7 separate regions of the Mus musculus genome follow, and regions 1, 3, 4, 5, 6 and 7 are each linked to region 2. The links are chromatin contacts, called in public HiChIP or PLAC-seq and promoter capture Hi-C maps. All regions are on one chromosome and are shown on one strand. The core of a region is the stretch at or near the end of the contact, and the rest is flanking DNA. Distances in the headings are between cores, read along the strand shown. Region 1 holds the start of Cog5 (component of oligomeric golgi complex 5). Region 2 holds the start of Eipr1 (EARP complex and GARP complex interacting protein 1). Region 3 holds the start of Bcap29 (B cell receptor associated protein 29). Region 4 holds the start of Sh3yl1 (Sh3 domain YSC-like 1). Region 5 overlaps Rnf144a (ring finger protein 144A). Region 6 holds the start of 4930480M12Rik (RIKEN cDNA 4930480M12 gene). Region 7 holds the start of Cbll1 (Casitas B-lineage lymphoma-like 1).

Evidence for each region. Promoter capture Hi-C pulls out the DNA fragments that hold promoters and counts their contacts. HiChIP or PLAC-seq counts read pairs in DNA pulled down with a chosen protein or histone mark. Capture Hi-C pulls out chosen DNA fragments and counts their contacts.
Region 1: a contact with region 2 is called in a promoter capture Hi-C map of pre-B cells. The contact joins the promoter of Cog5 here to the promoter of Eipr1 in region 2. A contact is called at or near these places in 1 of 39 promoter capture datasets (pre-B cells), 1 of 484 Hi-C or Micro-C datasets (CD8 T cells), 2 of 115 datasets of contacts at active chromatin or transcription factors (pro-B cells and thymic regulatory T cells) and 2 of 9 other capture datasets (adipose tissue and liver).
Region 3: a promoter capture Hi-C map of pre-B cells shows a contact between it and region 2, with 8 times the contacts expected there. The contact joins the promoter of Bcap29 here to the promoter of Eipr1 in region 2. A contact is called at or near these places in 2 of 39 promoter capture datasets (liver and pre-B cells), 1 of 115 datasets of contacts at active chromatin or transcription factors (pro-B cells) and 1 of 9 other capture datasets (liver).
Region 4: a promoter capture Hi-C map of adipose tissue shows a contact between it and region 2, with 2.9 times the contacts expected there. The contact joins the promoter of Sh3yl1 here to the promoter of Eipr1 in region 2. A contact is called at or near these places in 3 of 39 promoter capture datasets (the 3T3-L1 cell line, liver and pre-B cells), 4 of 484 Hi-C or Micro-C datasets (B cells, CD4 T cells, Th1 cells and 1 more), 5 of 115 datasets of contacts at active chromatin or transcription factors (astrocytes, large pre-B cells, pro-B cells and 2 more) and 2 of 9 other capture datasets (adipose tissue and liver).
Region 5: a contact with region 2 is called in a promoter capture Hi-C map of liver, with 2.9 times the contacts expected there. The contact joins the enhancer-like site here to the promoter of Eipr1 in region 2. A contact is called at or near these places in 4 of 39 promoter capture datasets (the 3T3-L1 cell line, hippocampal neurons, liver and 1 more) and 1 of 115 datasets of contacts at active chromatin or transcription factors (astrocytes).
Region 6: a promoter capture Hi-C map of hippocampal neurons shows a contact between it and region 2, with 2.8 times the contacts expected there. The contact joins the promoter of 4930480M12Rik here to the promoter of Eipr1 in region 2. A contact is called at or near these places in 2 of 39 promoter capture datasets (hippocampal neurons and liver).
Region 7: a contact with region 2 is called in an H3K27ac HiChIP or PLAC-seq map of thymic regulatory T cells, with 9 times the contacts expected there. The contact joins the promoter of Cbll1 here to the promoter of Eipr1 in region 2. A contact is called at or near these places in 1 of 39 promoter capture datasets (pre-B cells), 1 of 484 Hi-C or Micro-C datasets (CD4 T cells), 1 of 115 datasets of contacts at active chromatin or transcription factors (thymic regulatory T cells) and 1 of 9 other capture datasets (liver).

What each region holds. Positions count from the first base shown.
Region 1 is chr12:31,652,781-31,656,830 of GRCm38.p6, forward strand. Cog5 (component of oligomeric golgi complex 5) reads left to right here and starts at 2,089. Exons shown (of 23, transcript NM_001163126.1): 1 at 2,089-2,203. The coding sequence starts at 2,110. Dus4l (dihydrouridine synthase 4-like (S. cerevisiae)) reads right to left here and starts at 2,046. Exons shown (of 7, transcript NM_028002.2): 1 at 1,910-2,046.
Region 2 is chr12:28,750,186-28,754,278 of GRCm38.p6, forward strand. It overlaps Eipr1 (EARP complex and GARP complex interacting protein 1), which reads left to right and starts at 1,634. Exons shown (of 9, transcript NM_201357.3): 1 at 1,634-1,819. The coding sequence starts at 1,778. Trappc12 (trafficking protein particle complex 12) reads right to left here and starts at 215. Exons shown (of 12, transcript NM_178811.5): 1 at 1-215.
Region 3 is chr12:31,632,629-31,636,277 of GRCm38.p6, forward strand. Bcap29 (B cell receptor associated protein 29) reads right to left here and starts at 2,030. Exons shown (of 8, transcript NM_001164090.1): 1 at 1,977-2,030; 2 at 1,635-1,752. The coding sequence starts at 1,726.
Region 4 is chr12:30,909,877-30,913,524 of GRCm38.p6, forward strand. Sh3yl1 (Sh3 domain YSC-like 1) reads left to right here and starts at 1,793. Exons shown (of 10, transcript NM_013709.5): 1 at 1,793-2,351. The coding sequence starts at 2,351. It overlaps Acp1 (acid phosphatase 1, soluble), which reads right to left and starts at 1,736. Exons shown (of 6, transcript NM_021330.4): 1 at 1,614-1,736. The coding sequence starts at 1,656.
Region 5 is chr12:26,397,278-26,400,926 of GRCm38.p6, forward strand. The region is part of intron 2 of Rnf144a (ring finger protein 144A); the gene reads right to left. Among named protein-coding and RNA genes, the nearest start is that of Mir6538, 16 kb to the right of the region's middle. Within about 2 kb of position 1,479, at least 49 of the 459 cell types and tissues checked have an H3K27ac peak or open chromatin away from gene starts, as enhancers often do. A contact at or near this core is called in liver, where this site is marked.
Region 6 is chr12:26,209,731-26,213,658 of GRCm38.p6, forward strand. 4930480M12Rik (RIKEN cDNA 4930480M12 gene) reads left to right here and starts at 1,537. Exons shown (of 3, transcript NR_046278.1): 1 at 1,537-1,586; 2 at 3,836-3,928. It overlaps Gm29687 (predicted gene, 29687), which reads right to left and starts at 775. Exons shown (of 5, transcript NR_131149.1): 1 at 673-775.
Region 7 is chr12:31,496,925-31,501,066 of GRCm38.p6, forward strand. It overlaps Cbll1 (Casitas B-lineage lymphoma-like 1), which reads right to left and starts at 2,692. Exons shown (of 6, transcript NM_001253847.1): 1 at 2,599-2,692. The coding sequence starts at 2,611. It overlaps Gm40362 (a long non-coding RNA gene), which reads left to right and starts at 2,696. Exons shown (of 2, transcript XR_872643.3): 1 at 2,696-2,922.

The DNA of each region.
Region 1 (4,050 bases), core at 839-3,338, 2.9 Mb after region 2:
GTGTGTCATGTGATGATTTGATTGTTACTTTTTTGCTTATTTTTTGAGACAGGATCTTGCTATATACCAGGCTAGCTTACATAGTTGCTAACCTAACCTTGCCGGTGCTGGGATTACCCTGGTGTGCCTCCATACCCAACTTCAGATTCGTTTTTAATTTCATGCATTTTACTTTCATGATTAAACCAAGGGATCTGGCTTTAATTGCTTCCCATAAAATACTTTGTATGATAGACAAACCGAAAAAAAGGAAAGTTAGGTGGCAGTAATAGAAACTCGTATTTCAAAACAAATCCTGGTATTTTGGGGCTAGAGAGATTGCTCAGTGGTTAGGAGTATGGACTATTCTTGCAGAGGATCTGAGTTCAGTTTCTAGCACCCACATTGGGAGGATCATGGTACTTCTATGCTCAGTTTCAGGGGGTCCTACACCTCTGGCCTCTGAGGGGACTTGTAGCACACACATATATTCATCTACATACATACACATACAACTTAAAAAAGAAACTCTGATACTTTTATTCTAGTTTTTTTGTGAATCAGAAGGCAGAAACAACTTTATTATTTTAAATAATCTAAATTTATTACCAGTGAAGATATTCAGTTATTACCAAGTAAGTGCACCGTAAATAACTTTTATGCCCAAAGTACAAGTGATAAAATTGTTTAATATTTTTCATGTTGTACTTAAAGCTTTTGACTTCATAGTTTTTGTTTTTATATTCCATTTTGGCCTTTGTAATCTATTGCCAGATAAAAGCTAACTCTATAAAAGGCTAGTTGTTCAAAATTCAGTCTTTAATGTTTGGCAGTAGGCTAAATGAACACAAGGCCAATATACTGAAGGATGTCATGGCTTGCAAGAAATCTTTGGAAGTGTCAACACTGTTCAGAGGAAAATGGGAGCGTAATTAAGCTAAGTCAGAGATGGGCTATGTCGATATGAGGAATAAACACGGAGTAAACCACTAAGAGACTATTTGCAAAGGAGGGAAGAATCTTACACATTACAGAACTGGTACACACTAGGAGGTGGTGATCGGCAATGGCGTCATGACTGACTTTCTAAAGCATGATTTTGCTCTTACTCATTCTTGTGGCCAGACTAAATGGCAAAGTCTGCTTCAGTATGAATTTCTTGAATAAGCTATAGCTTTCAATCTTGATAGTAAATTAGGATGCAGAAACTTTTAGGAATAAAAATGCTTAAGTCACATCCAAGACCAAAAACAGCTCTCTGAACTTATGGGATGAAGGTATCAATATTTTGTTTTAAAGTTCTCCAAAGCATGCAGCACCGGACATAATATTTTGGTAATATGTGCTTCTACACCTAGAATTCCTTTTAAAATATAAGTGAATTTTTTTTTTTTTGAAAACTTGTGCTGGTATGTATAGTGGGCGTTAAAAACTTTATTGCATATTAATATGTAGACTAAAGTCAATCTTTTTTTTGTGAAAAACAAGAAAGCTAAGGAAAGAAAATCATCCTGTAATTCAGATAATGCTATTCGTCGTGTATGATTATTACAAACAAAGTAGTTTCGTAAACTATGCATACTGAAATCTAATGCAACTCTAGGCGCGCTGCCTCTCGCTACCGCATCGTGACTGAGGTCAAACACAGGAGGGAAAAATCTTCTGAGGCGATGTTAAGGGAATGCAAAATGCAGAGTAGCTCCAGACCAACTCAATAAATAGTTACGAATATTTAAACGTTTTTATTTTTAAGGGCAGAGCTTAACAACTATTCTTCCCCAGCATATACTGCCTGCTACCCGGGCTTGCCACTCCAGGCGGGGACTAGGTAAGGCTGAGCAGCCCTAAGCTCCCACGTGTTGGGCGAGGAGGGCCGTGACGCTCCCAAGAGCCTCTTCCCCACGCCGGAGTTCTCAGGCCCAATACTTGCGTTGGAGATCGGCGCGGTGGCTGCGTCCGGAGCGGAATGGGAGAAGGCCCCGGCGGCGACCTGTCTTTCCTTGCACGTAGGATTGTAGTACTTAGGTTCCCAAACGCAACCCGGGCCGGGCAGGTGGGGCGGCGCCTTGATTCTGCGTCACTTGGAGGGCGGGGCGATTGCAAGACGTCATCAACCCGGCACTTGCCAACATGGAAGGTGGAGACAGCACAATTTCCGTAGCAGGCCGTGGGGCTTCGGGTTCCGCAGTAGTGGCGGCGACCGTGCAGGCGATCCTGCAGGACGGTAAGGCGTCGGACGGTGGCCCGGCCTGGGTCGCCCTGCCTTGCGCAGAGTCCGAGAATCCTACCGGTCACTTTGCACAAAGTTTTCCTGTCTGGACTTGGCCACTCCCCTCCGCCCGGCCCCCTGGCGTCCGGGATTGTCCTGGTCCCCCAGTTTCACGGGGAACGTGTTCCTCTCTTCCCGTGGGTGTCTTGGGGAAAACACCTGGTGTCTAGTTGCTGGGGTTTGCACTGGATCATGATGCGCCCGGGACATCGCTGTAGTTCCTGCACGACGTGGTCGGGGCTGATAGCCGCTACTGCTGCTCAGTTCCTGACCAAGGATTGCACTGTCCGTGCCCAGAAGTGTGAACTCACCCTAGGTGACAGACCGCTCGCTGCTTAAGGAAAGGGATGGAGGATGCAAAATGTGGAGTTGGAAATTTCCGTGTTCAGTTCTTGGGCTATGCAGGTGCCTCTGTTATCCATACATGTCGAGTACTGAAGTCAGGATTACTGGTAGTTTGAAGAGAAATTATCCCAAGTAAATTAACTATATACCTTTCTATAGTATAGTACGCTTGAAAGTCAAGTTCGGTTGTATTAATGCTCAATCTGAGAGACAGAACAAAATTCAGTTTGCTAAAGGTATTAGGCCTTAATCATCCCATCTTTTCTCTAGTTGACACTAAGTTCTTTCATCTATTAAAAGCGTTTGCATTTATCACCTTAATTGCTTCCGAGGCCCTTGCGCCTCCTCCTCCCCAATCCCCTTCCCCCTTGTTTTTGAGACAGGGTTACTCTATGAAACCCTGACTGTTTTGGAACTCCCTGTAGATCAGTCAGTCTAGCCTTGAACTCACAGAGATACACCTGCTTCTGTCTACCACCTGCTGGGATCAAAGGCTACCAAGCCAAGCATAGGAACCTCTTTTTATATTCCACAGAGTTAAAAGCAGTATTCTGCATACAGTAGGAACAGATTTTTTTTTTTAATTTTCCACATAAGAGTGGCTTAAAGGATCAAACTGAAATTTAAATTATGGTGTTTTCCCTGATTGTTGAATATTTTATATCTTTTTAATAGATATTTTATATCTTGTCAAGACTAGTGATGTTTTTCAGAGTTAGGTTGTGGTATATTCTTAGAGTTTCTGCCTGATGCACCTCATCTTTGTGTCTTAATTGAAATTTAAATTTAACCAAGTTTCAAAATCCTGAAACGAGTGTGTGTGTGTGTGTGTGTTTAATAGCTGTCCAGCCTTTGAGCTTAAACTGAACTTAAAACTATGCTTGCTTTTTTCCTTCTGTGGTTTCAAATACAATTAAGTAAAGTCTCAGCAATTAAATAAAGCCCTTTGTTTTAAGGACATTCCCTTCCTTTGTGCTGTGGAGTTTATTCCTGTCTAGAATCCAAACACTCCCATTCTATAATGTTAAAATCACTTTGCAGAGGTCCTCATTGGTTCCTTGGAAGTAAGTCAGATGGGCACTTCTGCTTCTTATCCTATTTAAACTTGTAAAAGCTTGGCTCTTTCCTTGAAGTAATTTGTTATATGATATAAGGATCCCACACTATTTGTTTATTTTTCAAGACAGGGTTTCTCTGTTGTAGCTCTGGCTGTCCTGGAATTTAATTCGTAGACTAGGCTGGTCTAGAACTCAGAGATTCACCTGCCTCTGCCTTCCAAGTGCTGGGATTCAGGACCTGTGCCACCACTGCCCTTGTATATATGTATGTATGTATGTATGTATGTATGTATGTATGTATATATGTATTTATTTAATTTCCTAAATTCCTTTCCAGTTTCCCCAAATGTACCTGAAAATTTGATCATTTTGTTCAGTAACCAATTCACTGTCTTTAGA
Region 2 (4,093 bases), core at 384-2,883:
ACAGAATTGGCTAAAGCCCGAAGGAGCCAGCCCCTCGTGGGGCTACTCTGCGTGGCCGAGAGCGGTTGATTACGCGAGGACGCCGCCCTCTGTGGGAAGGTCAAGGGTACCGGCGACCCTCCTCACTGCGACCCGCTCCTCACCTGCCACCCGCCCCTGAGGTCGGGTCACCCACAGGCGAAAAGGGTCCGAAGAGATGACGGAAGACCGGAAGTAAACTCAAGATCCAAGGTCCCGCGCGTTTGTGCGTCTGCGTGTGCTGGCCGCGGAGACCCGACTTCCGCACATGCTCAGTTTGGGAGCCGCTAAGCTCTCCACTGGAAGCCGGGCGCATATCCGGCTCAAGAGCTGTGGGCGGGGCCTAAGGCCAAACTGGGTAGGGGACAAGGATGGTCCTGGAGATTGAAGAAAATCGTCTGTCCTTGGGCCTGTCACCAACCAAGGATGTTTTTTCCTAGGATTTTATCTTTGTGCTAGTTGATTCTCCACGTTTCCCCCCTTGTGTCTGTGGCAGTGTGTGCTAACATCCGTAAAGTTGCGGGGAGGAATTAAGGAGTCAAGAGTCAGCCTTGCTTGCTGAACTCATGGTTGGTTGAGAATCGTCCTCAAGTCAAGAACCTTGCTTTCTTGATTTTCTGTGTCACATTTCTATGACAACGTAAAAACACAGCTCTCATCTCAAAGGGAAGAAGAATTTATTCTGTGAGTGACTATAGCTTGGGAACATAGATTCAGGTCACCGTAGATTCTGCCCTACATGATAACAATTTGATGAAGTTTTACAGTAACAACCAAAAATACCTACTTCTTAAGCACACTTCGGAAGCAGTGGGTAGGTGGGTAGGTCTCAGGTGCTATCTCATGACTTTCATAGCTTTGGGATCGGTGGAAGCTAGTTGCCAGAGGTTTTATCAGAAAGTCAAGGTAAGACAAAGGTGGGCAATGGATGACTACTAAGGGGGCTAATGGTAGCATCACAGAAACTGCTGTCATGAAGGTCAGTCAAGAGATAATGGCAAAGTCAAAACACAGAAGAAACGCGTGTGGAGATCCAGAACTTCATAGAACCAAGACAGTTCATTTCCTATGGTGCATTCTTGCAGTATTTTCCATGCCAGGTCCTAGAGCCTTCTGTCTCTGAGAGCTCTGGACAGTTTAGATCGTGGGCTTAGTTGTGTCTCTGTGCAGGACTGGGTGGTTACGTGAAGTGCACACCGCTCGCTGTATGTCACTGCCCACTTACACCATCACCACAGTCTTGACTCAAGCTTGCAGCATCTTATCTTTAAATGGACATCTAAGAGCCTGCTTCTGAGGCTGGATCGAAGGTCCTGGCAGTGGGTTGGGCAGTGCTCTGGTGCTCAGGACCACGGTTTAGGAGTAAAGCTCTGCCAACCATAATGCCAAGTTAACTGTTCTCTTTAGGGCTCAGATCTTTGGAACTTGAGGGAGCAGCGCAGGATAAGAGCGCCGCCCTGATGGACGTCCATTCCCGCTGCTTTTGCTCCGGGCCCGGCCTTCCAACCCAGGATCTCCTGTAGCTGCTGGGTCTCATGAAAGGCCAAATGAGCATGCGCAGAATAAAGGCCCAGCTGCCATTGGCCACCGGGGAGGAGCGTATTGATGACGCGACGAAGAAAACAGGAAGTGAGCCGTCAGGGAGCCGGTCTGGGTCTCGTAGTCCATTTTTCAGGCGGGGAATGAATGGGTTCTGAGCGATCCCTGGTGAGGGGGGACTCGAGCTCTGAGGCGTGAGTAGCTGGGTAGGCAGAGTATCATGGAAGACGACGCCCCGGTGATTTACGGGCTGGAATTCCAGGTGAGCATGGCGGAGTCGGTGAGGTGCCGCCTGTGCCTGGCCCTCACCAGAGAGCGCCCACACTCAGTCTGGTTCCAAGGATTCTGGGCTTCAAGGCCCGGATTTGGGGAGAGGGTACGCGCAGGGAGTGTGGCCAAGTGAGGGCCAGGGCTGGCATAGACAGCAGAGGGTGAGCACTCGGCCTCGCAGGTGACTTGATTACACTCGCACTTCTGGGGTCTTGAGTAGCAATTATTGACCATTGAGTTGTGTGTTGGATACTGCTCAGTACAAGAGCATTAAAGAGGGACTTCGTGGGGAGGGGAGTTGCTGGCTGGCTGGTCTGTTATGAAGCATTTTGCTCACTCAGGTTGGAAATATACTTGCCTTTTTCCTTATGAACTTTTTATTTCAATAGCTACTAAACTCGTTACAGATTCGAGTCAATAGTGGGATGAGGGTTTCCATCTCCCAGGGAGTTCTTCAGACCTGGACCATGATTTGCTAAGAGCTCACTGGAGACTTCTGCCATTCTCAGCGCCTTCCTGGGTATCCAGAACTCCCATGCTAGGAATCAGGACGACTATTCTACACTCCTCTATTCCTACAAGAATATTCTTGTCTATTCTTTGTTGTCCTGGGAATTACATCTGACATCATCTAGATGGGATCAAATCCAGTGTAGCCTCATTGTCCTCACTCCTTTCTTTTGTGATCCTTCCATAAAAATAAAATCCTTGGACATTGTGTGCTCTTGAACACAAATTTGTAATGATTGCTTTGTGGGGTTGTCCTTCACTTCTGATGGGAGGAGAAACTCAGCTTTCTGCAGGTGATTCTGAATACCCACTATACAGATAAAGAATGAGGCTATGGATGCATAGAGGTATCATATGGTAGGGCTAAGGTCAGACAATGCAGGACAGAGTGAGGCTATGCCTAGATACTGCTACTGAGCTTGTTGAGGGTGTTTCACTCATCTGGGGTATCAGTGTATTTACTTGCAAAATGAGAAGAAATGTGTGGAATATGTTCAGAGTCAATTTTTAGTGTTCCTTTGGAAGCCTAAGTACAAATGGAAGTTACTGGGAGATGTTCCAATTTATCTCAGAGGGGCCTGTCTATGGACTGTGATAATTTTTAAGTGAGATGCATAGCCCCAGTAGTCAGTGTAAACCTTAAAGTGGACAGGCAAGCCTGACTTAACTAAGACAGCGCGCGCACACACACACACACACACACACACACACATTTAATGAACTGTCTTCAGATTGCTCTGTGTACTACCAGTTCAGTGGGAACTTCAGAAGCACTGGGAGGACTCGGGGAACACTACAGGGCCTGCTCTCATTTTCCATGATTTTAGCAGGCCTACAGTCAGCCTGCTGCTTCCTGAGGAAGCCTATGTGCTTGGGGCATCCCACACATGTGTGCTTTCCAGAAGATTTATTTTCATTGTGTGCATGTGAGTGTTTTCTCTGGGTGCATGCATGTGCTCCACATGTGTGCCTGGTGCCCAGGAAGCTCAGAAGAGGGCTCTGGATTCCTTGGAATTGGAGTTAGAGGTGGTTGTGAGCCACCTGATGTGGGTGCTGGAGCCTCTCCGTGAGTATCAAGTTACTCTTAGCTGCTATTTATTTATTATTATTACGTTATTTACTTTCATCTTTATGGTTACTCACAGGCACAGTTCTCCAGATTTTGGGTAATGCCTGAATACTGGGACGGAATTCCAATGCTAGATTCAGCTTCCTTCCTGACAGGTCTCCAGAAGCCTCTTGTTTGTGTCAGCATGTGATTGTCTCCATAGGACAGCATCGTTACACTGGGGAGCTCCCACTGGGGCTGTGCAGCAGTCAGAGCAGCATGGTGCTGCTTACCCGGCCTTCTACTCTCACGCCACCCTGGTCACAGTGTAGTTCCTGGTGGTAGCTGTTCAGGCTTCTTACTTCTTTTCTTTCTTTTTTTTAGATTTATTTATTTTTATTTTCTGTGTATCAGTGTTTCGCTTGCTTTTCTGTCTGTGCAGTGCATGTGCTCACAGAAGCCAGAAGAACTCCTCAGATCCTTTGGCACTGGAGCCACAGATGGTTGTGAGCTACCATTTGGGTACTAGGAATTGAACCTAGGTTCTCTGGAAGTGCAACAGGTATTCTTCACCCCTGAGCCATCTCTTCAGGCCTTCTTTCTTTTGAGATAACTTTTGGTAGCATATTTTCCTAGTGGGTCTATTCATTATTCAGTTGACAAATGTCTTAGCTAGCTTGTTGTCCTCTCACCGTCTTTCCCCAACCC
Region 3 (3,649 bases), core at 780-3,279, 2.9 Mb after region 2:
GGGCCATCTAGGAGTTTTCAGTAGACTGAATTTAAGAGCAGATAATAACTATTATTTATTGAGTTGATGTATTATTGGTTGGAACACATGCACCATCTCGTCTAATTACCACAATATCATATGAAGTCTATACCACTATTACCAGGAAAACTGACCAGAGAAGGGAAAAAATTTCTGAGTCATACAACAGGAAGTCAAATGAAAGCCGTTATTCTGAGCATGCATGAACCATCAACCACTTCACTACAGGAGAAAAGACTAGACAGACTAAATGAAGACTTTGAAAGATTATGACTGACATACACACTGTGGATAAACACATGGAGGGGCACAGATGATTCCTGTACATGTGTACCACATGTTCTTACATGACAATATTCATATGTCATGTGCACCGATTCACACTTTCATCTAACAGCTACTAGATCAGGATGGGTACAAAACTGTAAATGGCAAGAAGAAAAAGACTGCTCTATCAATCCTCCTGATGACTTCTTTTTATCAAAGCTCTAAGCCTTATTTATAAATCTGTTGTGCATAAAAAAAATGACTTCTTGAATATGTGTGAGACTGTCATAAGTAGTACCAAATATGTCTGCTTGAAATCTGAGGTAGAAAGAACAGGGACAGCATTGTGTGACTGTAAGCTAAGGATCTCATCTGGAGTCTGACACTGACCAGTTAGGTGACTTAGGTTATGGAACAGAGCCTTTCTGGCCTTAAGCATGTGATCTATAGAACCCATGGTTGGTGGGAAGAACTTGGTACATCCCTTCCTACAGTATGAGTTACTGCTTCTTGTGAGGGAAGGAAAGGGCATGGTGTGGAGACCAGGACAGAGAAGAGCTGCAAACCAAGCAGATGAGGAGTTTCAAGTTTTTGAAAGACTGCGTGGACCCTGAGCCAGTCCATTTTATTGTCCCAAGTAAACAGTTTTGCACCCATCCTTTTATTTCTCTGCTCAAATGCAGGGCAGTTTAGGGGAAGGGGAGGGAGAGAGGAAGAGGGGGAAGAGGAAGGAGAGAAATGAAGAGGCGGTGGGGGGTGGGGGAAGAGGATGAAGGGGGAGGAAGGAGAGAGGAGAGAGAGAATATAGATATATAGACAGGAAAGATGTCCAAGGCATAACCATGGCTTTATTATACCTGTAATCAAGACACCCACCCCCCAAAAAAACCTAGGTTCTTTTAAAAAGGAGGTGAAAATCTATTTGTACACAGAATCAAGCTTTATATAAAGTAGAATTTTAATAGTTACCAGATTGCAAATTTGAGTTTCATTTTTAAAGACTACCTTTTATATAATTGGCTCCCATCTTTTATTTAATTATCCATTTGTTGTATGTATGCATGTGTATTCATCATGTGTTTATGTGCGTGCATGGGTGTTTCTGGGCGTCCCAGGGTGGAAGTGTGGCGGTCAGAAGACAACTTTGTGGAGTCGGTTCCCCTTCCACCAGGTGGTTTCTGGGTATCGAACTGAAATTCTCTCCCTTGGCTGCAAGGGCCCTTTACCTACTGAGCCACCCCGCCGGCCCTCCCAAAACTTTCTAACCTTACAAAGAGCATCGCACGCCGTAGCCTGAAGAAGCTAATCAAACATTTGGTACTGTTAAGGATCTGACGGTTTCCTACCTCTGTGGAGGAATAAAGGGCAGACAGAAGAGTAAAATGAGTCCTATTTCAGCATAAAGAAAGCTGGCAACCGCCGCCCATTGGATTGTCATCGTTTTGTTTTGTTTTTTCTTCACACCTATACAGAGAAAGATTTCAATTTTAGAGAAACATGGGTGAACGGCCAGACACGCGGCGTGGGGCCTGCCGGGAGTTCGCCTAACTCCGGGTGACGAGGCAGTGCGCCGGACGGCCCCGCAGGTTCTTCCCCGGTCCCGAGGTGGCTCGGGCCGCAGAACGCCGCGGCCCGAGCCGCCGGACGCGAGGTCAGCAGCGGGGCCGCCCGCCGCCCGTCAGGCTTACCCGCCGCCGATCGCTCCGCGTGCCCCGCCGCCCGCCTGCGCGCGCACGTCCCACGCCGCCGGGAGCGCGCCGGGCCCGGCTGAGGTCACACTGGCGCGACCGCGCCTCCCGCGGCCCTTGTTTCCTGGTGCGCGGCGTGAGGCGGCCGAGGCTCCTCCACGTGGGCTCGGTATCCCCGGAGGGCTGATCCCCGATGCGGCTGATGCCGGATGACGGGAGCCAGGGCCCGGGTCTATGGTGGGACCCAGCCAGGTGCCCTAGGGTGGTAACCTGCCTCCCTGCCCGGAGCTAAACTGAATTTAAGTCATGGCCCAGGCCTGGGGGGTCTGTGGAGCGTTTTGTGTTTTGCATGCTGTTTTCCTGGTCCTACCGTGCCCATAGGCAAGACCAGGCAACTTGTGGGAACTGCTGGGTCTACTCCTTTACCTAACCATATTCCCTTAGGTAACTAGATAGGCCCCAGAAACCTTTGAGGGTGGATGCTCTCATGCTTGGTTAACTTTGCATTCCACCTCTGGTTTCCCTGGTAACACTAGAAAGAAAAACCTAACTACTGCCTCTCCTTAGGCTTTCTGGTCAATTCCTGTAATATCCCTGCTCCAAGTAGAGACTTGGCATCCCGATAACATTACATACTACATTACATACTGTCTCCATTAAGCTGGCCAGGAGTTCACTATCCAGGAAAAAGGATTCACTTGGAGATGTGTTAAAGAGGTGGGAGGGATAATTATTCCATTAATACGACGCAGCACTTACACATCCCAAGATGGCACTCCTTGAAGGAGCTTCCTTCTGCCCTGTGGCAGTAGTAAGCTTGCTTGGTTTTCTGGGTTCTAATTCAGAAAAGCCTAACACCTGCCTCTGTTTTTCTTTAGTGGATGGCCAAAAGCCTAAGCAAGCTTTCTGCTGATAATGGGCTTTCTCATTTCTGAATACCTGCCCCCTCCCGGAAGTACTGGTAGACCTTCATTTCTGAACAAGGCAGTGTTATTGGACCCTTTATGCCTAAAGATGTAACTTTTGTCTTTTTCCTCCTCTTCTCCATCCCCTTGGCTACCTTTTTTTTTTGTTTTGTTTTGTTTGTTTTTAATTCCAAATTAATAGTATTGCCCTTTAAAAAAAGCTTTGGCATTCTTTTATTAACAAAACTAGGAATCTAAAAGGGAACTCCAAATACTTCCAGGTTTTCAACATATGTGAATATTTGCAAATCTCAGAATGTAACTTCAAAAGGTTAAAAATCCCCTGTAAGGCTGTTGTGCAGTTGCTCAGATGCTTAATTTAATCATGACTTTTGAGCAGCCCATGTTCATTTGGGTTTGTAGTGTCCTTCTGCTAAGTGTCTATTAGAAATGTCTATGCGCCGGGAATGGTGGCGCATGCCTTTAATCCCAGCACTTGGGAGGCAGAGGCAGGCAAATTTCTGAGTTCGAGGCCAGCCTGGTCTACAGAGTGAGTTCCAGGACAGCCAGGGCTATACAGAGAAACCCTGTCTCGAAAAAACAAAAAACAAAAAAACAAAACAAAAAAATGTCTGTGCTTAAATCTATGGTACGCTCTTTAGAACCTTCTTTGCGAGTGCACATGTATATGGTGGTGGAGGGCAAAGGTGGATGGCAATGTCTCCCTCACCACTTGCTCACGTTTTCTTGTTTTCTCGTTTTCTTGTT
Region 4 (3,648 bases), core at 543-3,042, 2.2 Mb after region 2:
TTATGGAATAAAATATCTCGGGGGGGGGGTACCAATGGTCTGGGTATAAAAAATCCTTGACTTTTTTTTCATCATTTTGACTTTATAAAACAGATGGCTTTTCAAGCAAAACCCAGCATTAAGGTTCCCAGTAAAGTTAACCATACCATCAAGGCATAGGACAGCAACAGTTTCTTAAGGGCAGTCCCCACAGGTGGGTGGGAAAGATAAAGCGAGGTAGACAGAAAGTCTTGGCAGACTTCTAGCCTAAAGAGGAGTGTCACTCTGTAGGAAAAGCAGAGGACAAAAGACAAATAGCTGGACTGTTGACAATTTAACCCTTGCCCCTCAGGGTGGAGTCAAGGAGGCAAGAACTCTGAAAAAAGAAAGAATTGCATATTATGTAAAGGAGAATCAAGGTTGAAATTCTGTGTTAGAAGGTACTTAAAAGATTATTCATTTAAAAACAAACTGTTTTTCACATGGCATGAGTAATTGTCCTAGGGACTGAAAACCAAGGTTTCAGAGAGACCTAAAGAAAAGAGACTGGCTGAGAACCATAGCAACTGTGACCCAAGGATGACATCAAACAAACCTGTCACAGAATGGTCTTCCTGTAACCTAGGCTCACGTTGGCACAATGGGGAACAGGGGTGGGGGTGGGGGTTTCCGGCAAGAACTCCAGCTGTTCTAATAGAAGGGGCCAGCTTAGAGAGTCACACTACAGATATGAAGCCACCTGGGCCAGTTAGCAGGTGAGAGGGTTCAAAGGAAGAAAAGCAAGTTAGGTGACGGACAAGAGCATGAGGGAATAACAGGGATGATGATTAATCGTCATCGAGACCTTAACTGATTAGAAAAAGACAACTCTCAGGACGTCGGTGATGGCTTATCCCCCGAGGATGTGATCATAAGGGCACTGACCTAGTCAATGGTTTAACCCAGTAGATTCAAAATATGAGGAAATGACTGGAGGTAATGAAAGATACAAGTGTGGCTGAGCAGAAGAAAATACATCCCGATGCGTGCTCTTGGGGCTAACGCTTGTCTTGCTCTCTACTCTCCCCTTCTGTGATTCCCGTCCACAGGAGCAAATAGTCCCTGACTCATGCTCTGGCCACCTTGAAGGACCATGATGCCTTGCCTCACCACAAGCCCAGAATCTACAACCATTCAAAAGGGGCCTGAACCTCTGAAACTGAGTCAAAACAAATCTGTTCTCCCTAAAGTTGTTTTGGTTGGATATTTTTCAGCACAGAGATTTGGAAGTAACTGCCAAAGCAGATGATGGGCGACTCTCAGACTTAAAAGAGGAGGAGCAAGTGAGAGGGGTCTACGGGCTTGAGAGAGAGAACTCGCACAAAGATTTGTGGTTGAAGGGCACTCGGAAGGGTGACATGGGCTTTGGAAGGGCATAATCTGGGACAAAAATTACACAGATCTCGGGCTCAGAGGAGTACCAGATGATGGGGGATGCATATGAAAAAGGCAGACAAACGAGTATGTGCTCAGACGCGGGCCCAGCCAAGGCCTTCTGATCTGCTTCCTCCGCCCAGCGCTCTTGTTCGGAAGCCTAACAGGGAGAGCACTTCAGGGTCCCAAAGAAAAAGACCCTTAAGTCGGCGAGTCCTTACCGAGACACACGAACAGCACTGACTTGGACCCAACCTCTGCCATGTTTCGGTGCAGACCCTGGCGCCCAGAAACCGCGTCGGGACGAGGCGCATGCGCACTGCCAGGGTTCTGACCGTGGACATGCGCAGTCCGCCGCCCCACGTTCGTACGCGGCCAGAGGCGGGGCCAGAAGTCGCCTAGAGGGCGGGGCTTAGGCGTTCGGGTTGGCAGCCCGGGCTAGCGTTCACTCTGAGCTCTGCCCAGGTCGCACGTCTAAGGAGTGAGGGCGGGGTGAACGCGGGGCGACCCCCAGAGCAGCTTGGGTGGCACGGTGTTGAGCAGGGAGGATTAGGATGTGCCAGGGCAGCCAATGAACTCAAGGATAGCGGCTTGCAGAGCCTCCTAGGGTGGCTCCTCCGATCGGAGCTACCCGCCCTTCCAAGCTAAGTTACCCCTTTGGACCACCGACCCCAGGCCGGGCCACGGTACTTAGCAGTGGGTTTCCCCGATTAAGAAGAGGGGGTGATTTACAAGGCTTCAAAGGAATGAGGCGGGTGGACGCAGATGAGCTACGTTCTGAGCAAGGGTATAGGACCAGTGATCGCTTTGGCAAAAACAGGGCATACACCTATTCCCTTACCTGGGTCAGGTGTGCGCCCGCTGGGCGGGTCCCGTCAGGGAGGCGGACCAAGGAGAACGCTTTCCTCTTCCTGGACTGGAGTGAGGAGCTCGGGTACCGAGAGGAGCGGCAGGCACCAGTGAGTAAGGGTCTGAGCGGCTGGGGCGTGTCGGCACCGCGGCAACTCTTCCTCTTGCGATGGGCGTTGTGAAAGAGGAGAGAAAACAGTCAAGTCCCTGGGTTTGTCTGGGCGCATCCACCAAGATCATACTGCACGGATCCTTTTGTAAATCCTCAGAACTCAAGATTAGTTTTCTACACTCCTGGCTAAAGGTTTTGGTTGATTGTTAACCACAGTCGTTCCGCTTCATTGCAGAAAAAAAATTTTTTTTCCTCCAGCATTTCCAGTTTTGAAGACAGACTTTCATTTTGTTATTTTTCCCCTAATATCTGATGTTTTACCATCTTCTGGTTTCAAATTGTTTTGAGAATTGGCATCCTGTGTACTTGACACAGATGAAGGAGGTGCAGATTGGGGGTTGTGTAGGGCCTTTGTGGGAATGTGATCTCTGGGAAAGGATAGTCCCTAGGGGAGGGGCTCACATGCGTTTGGGACTTCCAGAGGTAGAGGTGTCAGGACTTTGACACAGTGTCTTTGGTTCTGCGATACTTTACAAAGGGGTGGTGTGGAGGGTAATTTGATTGCTGCATCTCTAGTATATAGTGCCTGTATGGTTTTTTTTGTTTGGTTTGGTTATTGTTTTGTTTTGTTTGTTTTGTTTTCTTTTAGTGCTCTGAACAATAGGAATAGGTAACAATAGGAAGCAGGTTTCTCCCCTGGCAAAATGTGCCGGCTTCTTTTCAACAGATGTTACTACTGCCCTGCCAAGGCAGACCAGGGAAGAAAGACTTGAAGTAACCACCTCCATGGAGGAATGCCCTGGCCTGGGGCAGAAGCCTTGCCCTGTTCTGTGTTTACCAAGTGAACAGGTTCTGTATTCCTGCTGGCCCAGGTATTTTCCTTGAGATATGAGGAAATGTTTCGATTACTAATGAGTTAGTTCACTTGTACACAAAGTTTAGAGAATAACACGGCTGGGTTGAAGGTGCTGTTTTATTCTGCTCTGTGGCCTGTTATTGAAATACCATAGTAGCATCTGGTTGTTTGTAAATTGCTATGTTGGAGGTTAAAATAGACTAAGTGATAACATTCATCCTGTTTGTTGCATCTTAACTAAGGAGAATTGGTTATTGGCTCACTGTGTTCAATGTCTGTGAAATAAGTCAATATTACCTTGGTTTTTGTTTTTTCTCTTTTTTACCTTTCAAAGAAAATTAGCTTTAAAACTCTGGTTACATTTACTCTGGTTTTTTTTAATTGATACATTGTGACTAAGAGTCCTTGTCCATTCACTCATTTGCAGGTGGTATTGTGA
Region 5 (3,649 bases), core at 229-2,728, 2.4 Mb before region 2:
AATTATTCTGTGCATTATTAAATTAAATTTTAAAAAAAAGAGGGCACAAAGTTAGGAGGGGATGGAAGGTGTGGGTGAACTCAGGAGAAATTAAGAAGAGATGTAGGGAATGAATATATTCAAAATACATTGTATATATTTATGAAATCTTCAAATTAAAAGTATTCTATTGAATGGGTACAAGAATGAGCTCAAGAGCAAACTACAGCTGCCCATTGCGTTGTTTATGAGAAACTCGCTGAAAAGCTTCGGAAGCAGATTAAAAGTTAAGGGATGGAGACACGTGCTCCATGCCAAAGCTAATCCAAAGAAAACTGAACGGCAAGAGTTCAATGCAAAGGGGAACTGTTGTGATGCAAACTATAAAAGGGCAAATTCCACCACACAACATAAAAACATGTACATACTCAACAACGGTGTGCCAAAACTCATACGGCAAAGTTGATACCAGTACAGAGGAGAAGCAGCCATTAAGTCGATTTAACACCACCTATGGGTGTTAAATGGACAAATCCAGCAGGCAGAAAAATAGAGCAGGCCAAGATGATCTGAAGACCACTAACAATCACCTTGATCGTTTTGATCCACAGCCTCCCATCTGAACTCTGGCTCCCATGTGACATCCTAAGCCTAGAGCTACACGTGAATGTACAAGCAAACAAATAAAAGAACCAAGAGACCATCCCAAGCGTGCTCCTTCTTCACAACCCAGACCAGTGACCAAAGATACCCAGGAAACCCTGGAGATGTCCAGTCTACCCTAGACACTGTGAGAAAGAATCTGTGCATGAACAAAATGGGGAAGAAAAAGAGAGAGAGAGAGAGAGAGAGAGAGAGAGAGAGAGAGAGAGAGAGAGAGAGAGAGAGGATGCTTACAAAAATGCATGTGCATAAGCATGTATGCACATGCATGTGCATGCACACATACACACACACACACACACACACACACACACACACACACATCATTCCTGGGCTACAGATATCACTGCAATCTTAACAAAAAGAATATGTTTAAAAAATAAGGAGAGCATGGGGTATTATTCATGTATGTGTTTCTACCTTTAGCTGAAAACTAAAGAAAGTAATGAGCAGTTTCTAATTTCTACTATTTGTTGACTCATTTTATGCAGTGCCAGCCATGGGTCCCAGGAATTAGGGACAATTGTCAAGCGCTCTACCACTAAGCTACAACTCCAGACCCCAGCTCTCTCCATTGCTATGGATAAGGTCTCACCCTTTCCCACCAGGAGGTATTCTTGGATTCACTTTAACGTCTGCCTTTACATTTTTAGAGGCATGATGTCTTCAGTCCTCTAAGGAGCCCCATGACTAAAATAACGGTGGTAGCATTCTCCCTATATAGATGAACAAATTGGGAACAATTGCAGAAGCCAAAGGCCTCCACTTAAGTCCCACTGGGGCTGAGAGCTTGGGCAAGACCCTCTTCTCTGACCTCATCTTGCCACATCTTGCACAATCCTGACCACAGCAGCCACACGGGGAGGTGCCCTGCATGCTGACTCTGCAGGTCACTGCCTCCCTTCTCAGGTTCACCATCACAAACAGATCTGCAGGGGCCTGACCTCACAGGAGCCAACCAGCAGCCCTCCTGAAACAGTGCTGATGTTTGCACTATTGTTTAGTTTAATAACAGGAGGGTTCCTTCCTGGTCTGTTACTCATTTCTCTCTAAACCACCACTGCAAAATGCCTATCTTAGACCTCTGGCTCACCTCTGGCTCATCCGCTGAAATGCTTGTCATGTCTGAAATAATGCATTATATCGTGTTGGGATGAACCTTAATTTACATTTAAAAGTTTTTTGGTGGGGAGCTGGCAGGGTGGATCAGTGGGTAAAGTCAACTGCACCAAGCCTGAAGACCTAGGTTCAATCCCATGAAATCACATGGCAAAAGGACTGACTCTTGCAAGTTGTCCTCTGACCTACAAACACATGGACACAGAGATACACACACACACACACACACACACACACACACACACACACACACACACACACAGTCACATATCCCTTCATACACAAAGGCATACATATATGCATACAAAATAAGGTATAATTTACAATTTGGTCAACATCTCAAACTACAATAATACGTTTCACTGTGGAATGGAATATAGTTATCACCTGGGATCAAGCCAGTGATGATGGCCCCAGCTTCTGCCTCCTCCCACAGACACCAAAATCTGCAGATGCACCAGACCTTATGTAAAATGGCAGTCTCTGCATAGCTGAGGCATGAGAGAAAGGCAGAAAGGATAATGCGGGAAAGAGTGAGAAAAACCCCCAGCTGGCCAGATGGCCGGTCCTGCCGACCGCATCAGAAAGCATCAGCAATCCCATGCTGCCCACAGAGACAACTTATGCTTTCCATAGGATGCCTATGAGGCAAATGTGAACCAAGTGTGCTTACTGAGGGACCAAGCAACATTAACCTTGAGTTTCTGGTGCCTGCTCTTTGTCGTAAATCTAAACAGTGTCTGTAAATCTATCTCACGCCTCCATTTCCAAAGGTCCATCCTTGAACTTCTCTTCCTCCTGTAAGTGGTCCTCTGGAGCAAAGAGGAACAGGAGGCCCTTACAACCTTCGGAAATGCAACTTGAGAGTGATCCTGGTGTGCTTTTCTGTTTTGTCATAGACTCTGTGATCGATTCGTCGAGGAAAGGGCTTATTTGGTTCATACTTCCAGTTCATTGTAGCTGAGGGCAGTCACGGCAGAAACTCAGGGCAGAGCCCATGGAGGAGCGCCACTTACTGACTAGCTCCCAATGGTTTGCTCAGCCTCTTTTCTGTTTGTTTGTTTGGTTGGTTGGTTTGGTTTATTGTTGTTTTTTATTAATTAAGTCACTTATTCACTTTACATCTCAGTAACAGTTCCCCTCCTCTCCATCACCTCCTCCCAACCCCCTCACATAGCCCCTCCCTCCAACCGTCCTCCCCTTCTCTGTGAAGGGGGAGGCCCTCCTGGGTATCAACCCTTTCTGAAACATCAAATCACCGCAGGACTAGGTGCATCCTCTCCCATTGAGGCAGGACAAGGTGATAACTCATTTCTCTCTAAACCACCACTGCAAAATGCCTATCTTAGACCTCTGGCTCACCTCTGGCTCATCCGCTGAAATGCTTGTCATGTCTGAAATAATGCATTATATGTGTTGGGATGAACCTTAATTTACATTTAAAAGTTTTTTGGTGGGGAGCTGGCAGGGTGGATCAGTGGGTAAAGTCAACTGCACCAAGCCTGAAGACCTAGGCTCAATCCCTTGAAATCACATGGCAAAAGGACTGACTAGTGCAAGTTGTCCTCTGACCTACAAACACATGGACACAGAGATACACACACACACACACACACACACACACACACACACACACACACACACACAGAGAGATACACCAGTGAGGTGAATGGGATCCAGAGGCAGGCAACAGAGTTAGGGACAGCCCTGTTCCAGTTGTTGGGGGATCCGCAAGAAGACCAAGCTGCACATCTGCTACATATATGCAGAGGGTCTAGGTCCAGCCTATACTTGCTCTTTGGTTGGTGGGTCAGTTGCTGGGATTGGCCTACTTTCTCATACAAGCCCAGATCACCTGCCCAGGGGAAGATGCACCCTCCCACATTAA
Region 6 (3,928 bases), core at 287-2,786, 2.5 Mb before region 2:
AAGCACAAGCTCTGCCACTACATTGTTACCTTAATGTCTCAGCTACTTCTCTGTTGCTGAGATAAAATGCCACAACTAGAAGTGAATTATGGGAGCAAGAGTTTATTTTGGCTTACGGTTCTAGACAGGAGAAGGTACCAAAAGAAGACATCTCATACTGACTGCTGGCTTCAACACATGCATGCACAGATGTGCACACCCACCTACTACCATGATGGAGAATACATCTCACACTGGCTTCTACACATACATGTACAGTTGTGTATACCCACCCACTACACCCATACACACACGGGGGAGAGGGGTAGGAGAGAGAAAGAGAGAGAAGGAGGGAGAGGGAGGGAGGGAGGGAGGGAGGGAGGGAGGGAGGAGGAGGAGGAGGAGGAGGAGGAGGAGGAAGTCGTCACTGAGTGTCTGTCTTTTTGTTTTCTTTGTATGATGGGCTACATTTTAGAAATATAGCCATACATTCTTAGACTTCCAGAGCTGAATTTTGGCTTTCCTTTTTTTCTGTAATGCATGAGACAAAAGTATGTAGCTTTGCATGTGATTTACTTATACTGTGACAATGATAGGATCCCTCACAAGGAAATGCTCAAAACTCCTTGTATGATTCTTAGAGGAAAAGAGACCATGAGGCTCATCTGCTATCTGTGATCACTGCATGCCTACCTCACCATGTCCTCCACTTTGGTAGCTCCGAATTGGTCAAGGTTTGTCTCCGTTCCTTCATTTCCTACCCTAAGCACCAATGCTATTCCTGTAAGTGCACCCTTCTCCTTCCCTTCCACGTGAATTCCCTAAAGGCTCACACTCACTCGCTTCATGCCAGCACCTGCCTCAGCACGTGGGGGATGCTGGGAACAGGACAACAGACTCATAACGTGACATATTTAAAACAGAAAAACAAGTGTGTTGGTGGTCCAAGTCTATCCTACAGAATCCTAGATTCATATCAAACGTTAAGAAAGCAACAGGGAAAGTAAGACTAGGATGATGGGGAATCAGTCTTGTTTAAGATTGTGAAGCTTCTGGGGTTTAAGCTTGCTCTCAAACTCAAATTCCAGCATGGGCAGCCTCCTCTACCTAAGAAAATGTCCACATGGGAGGGTTTTTAGGCTCAGCAGACCCCAGGGATCTTTGACCTTCAACCTTGTGGCTCTGAGAGGCCTCTTTTACTTCCTTGGATTAAAACTAGCAAACAAACAAAATCCCTGGAGGCAATAGCAATATCAAATTACCTAGAACACCTGGGTTTAAAACAGAGGAAGAAAAAGGAGGGGGAAAAAAGAAGATAAAGTTAACAATGTTGTGCGGACAATCTTTGATTTTAAAATACTTTGTAAATTAGCACCGTAGGCTTAACCCAGCTCCTCTTCTTCTTGTGTGATGGGGTGGGTAGCTGGCTGTACTTGCTCCGCAAGGAAGTATCTCTCCCTCAAGGGCTCTGTCACCTTTGCTCTTTCTCAGTCCTGGGGCCTTATGAAGTCTTGCTGTAGTCATAGCAACAAGGGAACATCACACTCCCAGCTAATTACCAATCTTTCTGGGTAAGGAAAGAAAATTAATTTCCTCGGACGGACAAGGTAAGCCTCCACACTACAAATGTTTCTTATATTATATTTCAAAAGACAAAAATGTGGCTGTCCTTTGCTGGATTCGATCAGTAATTAGTTAGAAGCATAATTTGCATTCACAGAGTAATTGTGTTTACTTTCCAAGCTAATACAATTTTCAGGGAAAACTAGTAGATCAGCAAGAGTAAGACCCCCCACCCTGTGAGCAAAGGCCTTTATGTTTTATTTAAAGTTGTCACGTGGAGCCTGCATTTTCTTTCAGATCTCTCAAGCTGTGTGGCAGTTCCCCAAATGGCTCGTTCCAGAAACAGCTTTGGATCGTACATTTGTGTCTCATCTGTTGACAAGCATTTTAGTTTTCTACGAGTTCCCTCTAGTACTCGCCTTACCAAATACAACTGTTGGCGCGGAGTCTCCAAATGGCGGATTGATACAGTCCCACAAACCCTACACTTCGCAGTCGGATCAATCACTTTGCATTTGGCTGCAACAAAGAGAAAATGATTTCTAAAGGTGCTGACTCAGAGCTTAGTGAGATTTACTTAAATGCATTTCATATTTTAATTAAAACATATAGATGCTCCTCACTTCCTTGAGAGAAGGAATATGATATCTCTCCATAGTTTGGATGTGTGCCTTTCCCTGTGGCATCCTATTCTTTCTTCTTGCTCTAATCAGGAACCAGGCATTTGGGGGGAGAGAGCTTCTGTATACAGTATGCTATTTGATTTTCTTCTCTGGTGAGCTCTTGCATAGGCTGGAGAACAGAGATTAAAGGTGTGTATATTTAGTATCAGAAAAGCAGAGTGTATGTTTTCGCATCTCCTTTATACATTAATCAAGAGAGCTGGCTTCCAGGGAACGATTGCTGCTACCATTGGGAAAAAAACAGCAGCCTCTTAATCAGTGTTTCACTGTTGTCAGCTGGGGAGTCAGGGAGAGTTAGGAGCTACTGGGCTCCTTCCCAAAGGGCTCTCATCTCCTGATAAAACTTGTCCTTTTTCCTTCCCAATCCGGAAGCCTAGGATCCAGTATCAGCAGTACTATATGTCATATTCCAGGATATTTCATTCTTGTTCCCTTAACTGATTGGTTCTATCTAGAAAGAGGCAGATTTTTTTTTGGTCCCCCTTTTAATGGAACTGTAATTCAGATTCTGAATTTCAACAATAACAAACAAATAAACACCTGTTGGACTGATTCCTAGCCTCATAGCCTGGGCATTGTCTGTGCCCTCTCTGATGAAATCCTGGGGACTGCACCTGGGTTACTATGACATTACAATACACTGGGAGTGAGATTAGACACCAGGGCCAGCTTCCACAGCTTTGAGGAATTTAATAGTGAAACTGGCTGACCCCCTTCATTACTGATCTCCAGTTTCCCTGATTTATGGATGGGAGCACTACAGCCCAGGAAATGAAGACAGTGGGTGCAGTCTACCCACAGGATAGAGGAGCAAAGCAAACCTGTCATCAAATGGCCCCAGGTCCCTGAAAGCGAGTTAGTGGTGAAAACTGGCTAGCTACCTCTTTCTATGTCTTCTGGAGGGTTTTTTTGTTTTTTGGAGTTTTTTTTTTTTTTTTTTTTTTTTTTTTTTTTTTTTGTCTGTCTGTTTGTTGTTTGCTCTTTTGGTTTTTTATAAACCCCTGAAATATAAAATCTGATTTGAATTCTAGTGGACAGCCTGATTTGTGACTTTGTTAGAGTTCATCAAAAGACCCTTACTCAGAAAGACCACAGAGACCACCGCCATTGCTGCAAAACGCATGAGGATTTTTATTGATCCAACATGTTGGGGACTCCCCTCCCAGCACACAGGCCAGAGGAGAAACCCAAAACAAAGAAAGAACACTTTTTATACCTTTGTAAGGGGTAGATTTGAGCAACAAGGTTCTCATTGGTGTAGCAAGTAACCCTTTCAGCCATTGGTTGGTTTGTATAGTGACTAAGTAACCCTTTGGCCTAGTGACTCACTTTGCTTGCTCCCATGGTGGGTTATTATGATTTGGTCAACAAAGTAATAGTACATTTTGAACTTATGGATCAGCTATTAATGTCACAACTATTAACATCAGAGGAATTCTCCCAACAAGGTCAGGGTGGTTTGTGGTCTTTGTCAGAATTCAGTGGGGGGTAGGGGGCAGGAGAATTGCTAATCTTGTTATGGTTATTTCTCTGAGAACAGCTAATATTGTTTTGGTAGCTGCAGGGTTAATCATTTTGACCTCTAAAATTATGTTTATATATTTGTTTAGTCAGCCAGCCTCCTTATCTGGCTCTGCAGTTGGCCTGCAAGTACAATTTGGAAAGTCCTGTTCGAAGGGGAAGGCACTGAGTGGTCTTGAATT
Region 7 (4,142 bases), core at 1,442-3,941, 2.7 Mb after region 2:
GGTAAGAGCATGGGACAGAGCTGGCCTGAAAGGAGCTGCAAGGGTGCCATCACCTTTCTGCTGCTTCTCTCCACCCCCGAGGGCCCTGAGCTCACCGCTGACACTGCTGCAATCTAGAGAAACACTAAAGAAAGCAATACGTGTTTGCCATTTAAAAAAATTCTAAATTTTTTTTTTCTGGCAGAATTCTACTTCAATACTCCCATTTACAAGACCTCTTGATCCTTTGACATTAAAAATCATTATTTTGAGAAGTCTACTCAGTCAGAAAATTGTCAATTAACTAGCTAACTACCATTTCTTGGTTTGCCAAAGGCTCTATGATTCAAATTTGTATTTATTTTGTGAAAGTTTGAGTCTTTGGCTTAATTTCATATTTTTCTTCTCAAAATGTGCAGCAATTAAAACTGAAGCACGCCGGGCGTAGTGGCGCACGCCTTTAATCCCAGCACTTGGGAGGCAGAGGCAGGCAAATTTCTGAGTTCAAGGCCAGCCTGGTCTACAAAGTCAGTTCCAGGACAGCCAGGGCTACGCAGAGAAACCCTGTCTCAAAAAACCAAAAAAAAAAAAAACAAAAAAACTGAAGCACTAGGAGACTTTGTCATAACTGATTTAAAATCTAGAAAAGCTAACATTAAACAGAAAGGAGAGCTGTCTGGAAACACTTTTTTGTTGTTTTTTGTTTTTCGAGACAGGGTTTCTCTGTATAGCCCTGGCTGTCCTGGAACTCACTTTGTAGACCAGGCTGGCCTTGAACTCAGAAATTTGCCTGCCTCTGCCTCCCAAGTGCTGGGATTAAAGGCGTGCGCCACCACCACCGGGCCCTGAAACTCATTTTTTAACCTTAGCTAGGTCAGTAGTGATTATTTTCATGTTAGAATAATTTTTATTTCCCCAGGCAATCTTTGGCTAATAACTTAGAAACTAGGGTAATACTTTTACCCATGCAGTATCAAGACACTCTACTGGGAAACTCAGGTTTTTTTCATTTCTCTCACATACTTCCACAAACCAACCTATTAGCAGCTGCTGGATTCTCCACCAAAATATTTGTGGCAACTGCCTACTCTATGTCCTGCTCCCACTCCCCCTGCCTACTCTCTCTGTCCTGCTCCCATTCTCCCTACGGCGTTGCTGGGGACCCGTGCTAGCTGGTTAAGTTGCTCTACCACTGAGCTTCGATTCAACTAAACTGAGCCTCCCTCTGTGGCACTGCAACCACCCATAGATGATTTATACTTACTTCTGTTGTTCCTCTCCTACACCATTCTCCATAGAAGAGTCAAAATTGTTGCTTCATAGCCACTTAAACCCTTTATCATGATTTTCAAAGTCCTGAAAAAGGTAATTTGTGTTCTCCTTCTCAACTTAAAGCTAACTAGTCTACCGACATTTGGTCCTCTCTATACCTTCCTACCATTCCAAAAACACCTTTCCCTGGCACTCTGAAACTTCCTACTCCATGGGCATTCATTTCTCTCTCTTTTCTTTTCTTTTCTTTTTTTTTTTTTTTTGGTTTTTCGAGACAGGGTTTCTCTGTGTAGTCCTGGCTGTCCTGGAACTCACTCTGTAGACCAGGCTTGCCTCAAACTTAGAAATTCGCCTGCCTCTGCCTCCCAAGTGCTGAGATCAAAGGCGTGCGCCACCACTGCCCGGCAAGCACCTGTTTCTAAAAGTTCTCACCACAAATTGTAAACAGCTGTTAAAGAAGAAACCAATCTGCTTGTCTCCTTTGACAGAATGAAAACTCGAAGACAAGAACGTAGTCTTATTGTTTACCATTCCACCATTCTATCTCCAAGCCTACAAGTATCTGCATGCAATTATATAACTTAGTGTTTGAAGACTGGGCGCACTCAGTCAATTCCTAAAGAAAAAGCCTTTCCTCCTGCTTGGCGATAAAACTGTCTGAAGCACTCAAAGCCAAGTGCTAAAACTAAAACCAAGAAAACGAAGCCAGCAGAAATGAGGTTTGAAGCTACTCGTAATATGCGATGTCCCCAAAAGATGCGAAAGGACCACGGCCGAAGGACCGGGCATGCTTTGAGTTCCGGTAGAAAAGATGCTCCGCTTATAACTTCGAAAACTATATCCGACTCTCTTCTCTAACCACTAGTCCGCGAAAAGCCAACAAGACAATAACCACAGGCGGTGACCACTGCAGCAGCCGCCCGAAGCCGAGAGGCAGCAGGAAGTCTCCAACCCACTCTCGCCCAGAGTCCGGACGCTTCTCCAATTCCGAGAGTGGAAAACGCCCGCCTATTTCCCCAGCAAAAGTGCAAAGCAACCGGAATGAGAACAAAAACAAAAACAAAACTGGGACCCTCCCTTTCCAACAAGTCTGCGCGGAGGAGGGTCCCGAAACGAGCTCAGCGGCACCAAAGGAGCCGTGCTGCCGGTCTCCAGGATGGAGGCACCGCTCCGGAGGGTAGGCCGGGAAGCAGCAGACTCAGCCCGGGACCGGGTCTGAGCTTGCTTCCTCTCCGCCACGTCCCGGCGCAGTGGGGCGAGCATAGCCCCTTGTGCCTGCTGGGCGACCAGTCCCACACGAGCCACGGGGGCAAGAAACTAGGACCCCCGCTGCCTCCGCCTCCTTACCAGTGTGATCCATGATTCGGCTCGCGGGGCACAGTGGGAACGGAAGTCAGTCGCTCCGGAGTCGCAGTAAGCGCCTGCGCCCTACCTTCCGGAGCGCAGAGGCGGAAGTGCGCCCGAACTGCTCTCACGGGCTTCCCTCCCTAGCCGTAGCACCCGACTCCGGCGAAGGAGTCAGACATAGCCAGGACTGAGGCGGGAAGAGGGGGAACACGAGGGTTTTGGTGTCGAGGCTGCTAGTTCTCCCCAGAGGCAGCCCTCAGCTGTAGGAATGATACTTCTCGCAGTGAGAAAGCAATAGGAACCAAAGGGAAGCGCGGCAGGCAGGTAAGCCGCCGCCCGCCCCCCTGCGGCGCGAGGCCTTCTGGGATTTGTAGTCCGCCCAGAGCGCAGTCTCAGCCGTTGGGCTGGTCCCACCCCAGCGGGCGGAGTAACGGTTTGGAATGCCCCCCGGATCCGCCGCCGGGTGTAGAGAAGTGTAAACACGCACGCTCCGTGGGTGCCCGAGGGAAGCTGTGTTAGGCGTCCGGGAGGGAGGCAAGGTCCTCATTGTCTAATTGTGCTTTGTCCTGAGGAACCCCAACGCCCACTCGACACGCGCGTTTGCCCTGGCTCCCACCGTAGTTTCTCAACTGAATCGCGTGTTACAATGCTAACTAGCCCATGGCTCTAGAGAACACCACCAGGCTCCTGGAATCCCTGCTAAAGCTGGAGGGAGCACCAGGAGGTCCCCGTTCAACGAAAATACAAAGCAGTTGTGTGCAAAGGGGGTGAAGGAGGGAAGATAGGGACCGATGGAGTCGGAGGGAGAGCGTTAGAGCTTGACTAGAAGGAAGAGATGAGAAAGGGCAGGCCCCGACTGAAGAAAAGAGAGTTACCACAACAGGCGGTACCTAGTTCCAGTTCTTGGTCCCTGGGGTCTGTGGTTGCCGCTTTCATCTTGCTCAGCCAAAACAAAGAAGAGTGTCAACGGCGACTGCTGAAGACCTTCAGAGCACCCCCCACCTCGATTTGGCTCATAATAGGTCTTCTGCCTTCCCCAGCCCTTCACACTTGAAGCTCTCGTATGAGTAGAAAGGAACACAATTAGTGGAAAACATCAGCCTAGGAGTCAAGGGATTTGGGCTCTATGCTTGTCCCTTGGTGACGACATCGTTACCTTGGGTTGTTCACGCTTTCAGTGCCAGAGTTCCTAGATCAATAAAACATTATTATGTTGGCCTTTCTTAAAAATATTTTCACAGTACTCAATTCTGAATCAAGTATGTGTAGCAATGTGTTGTGTGCGTTGCACAGTAACAACGGTGACTAACACTGCAGTGATCCTAGTGTAAGTATACCATGTTATTTAGTGATTGTCTTAATTGTGGTCTTTTCCAAGACTCCCACTCATTGCGGCTTTACAAACAAGGTTGTAGGTACACTCAAATAAGGACATTTCTAAGTCGATATCCTTTTGGTTTTGTTGTTGTTAAAAATGTAAGTTTCTGTACTACGGGGTGTTTTTCATAATTTTTCAGTTGCTGGAATTAGTCGGGTGGGGTTGG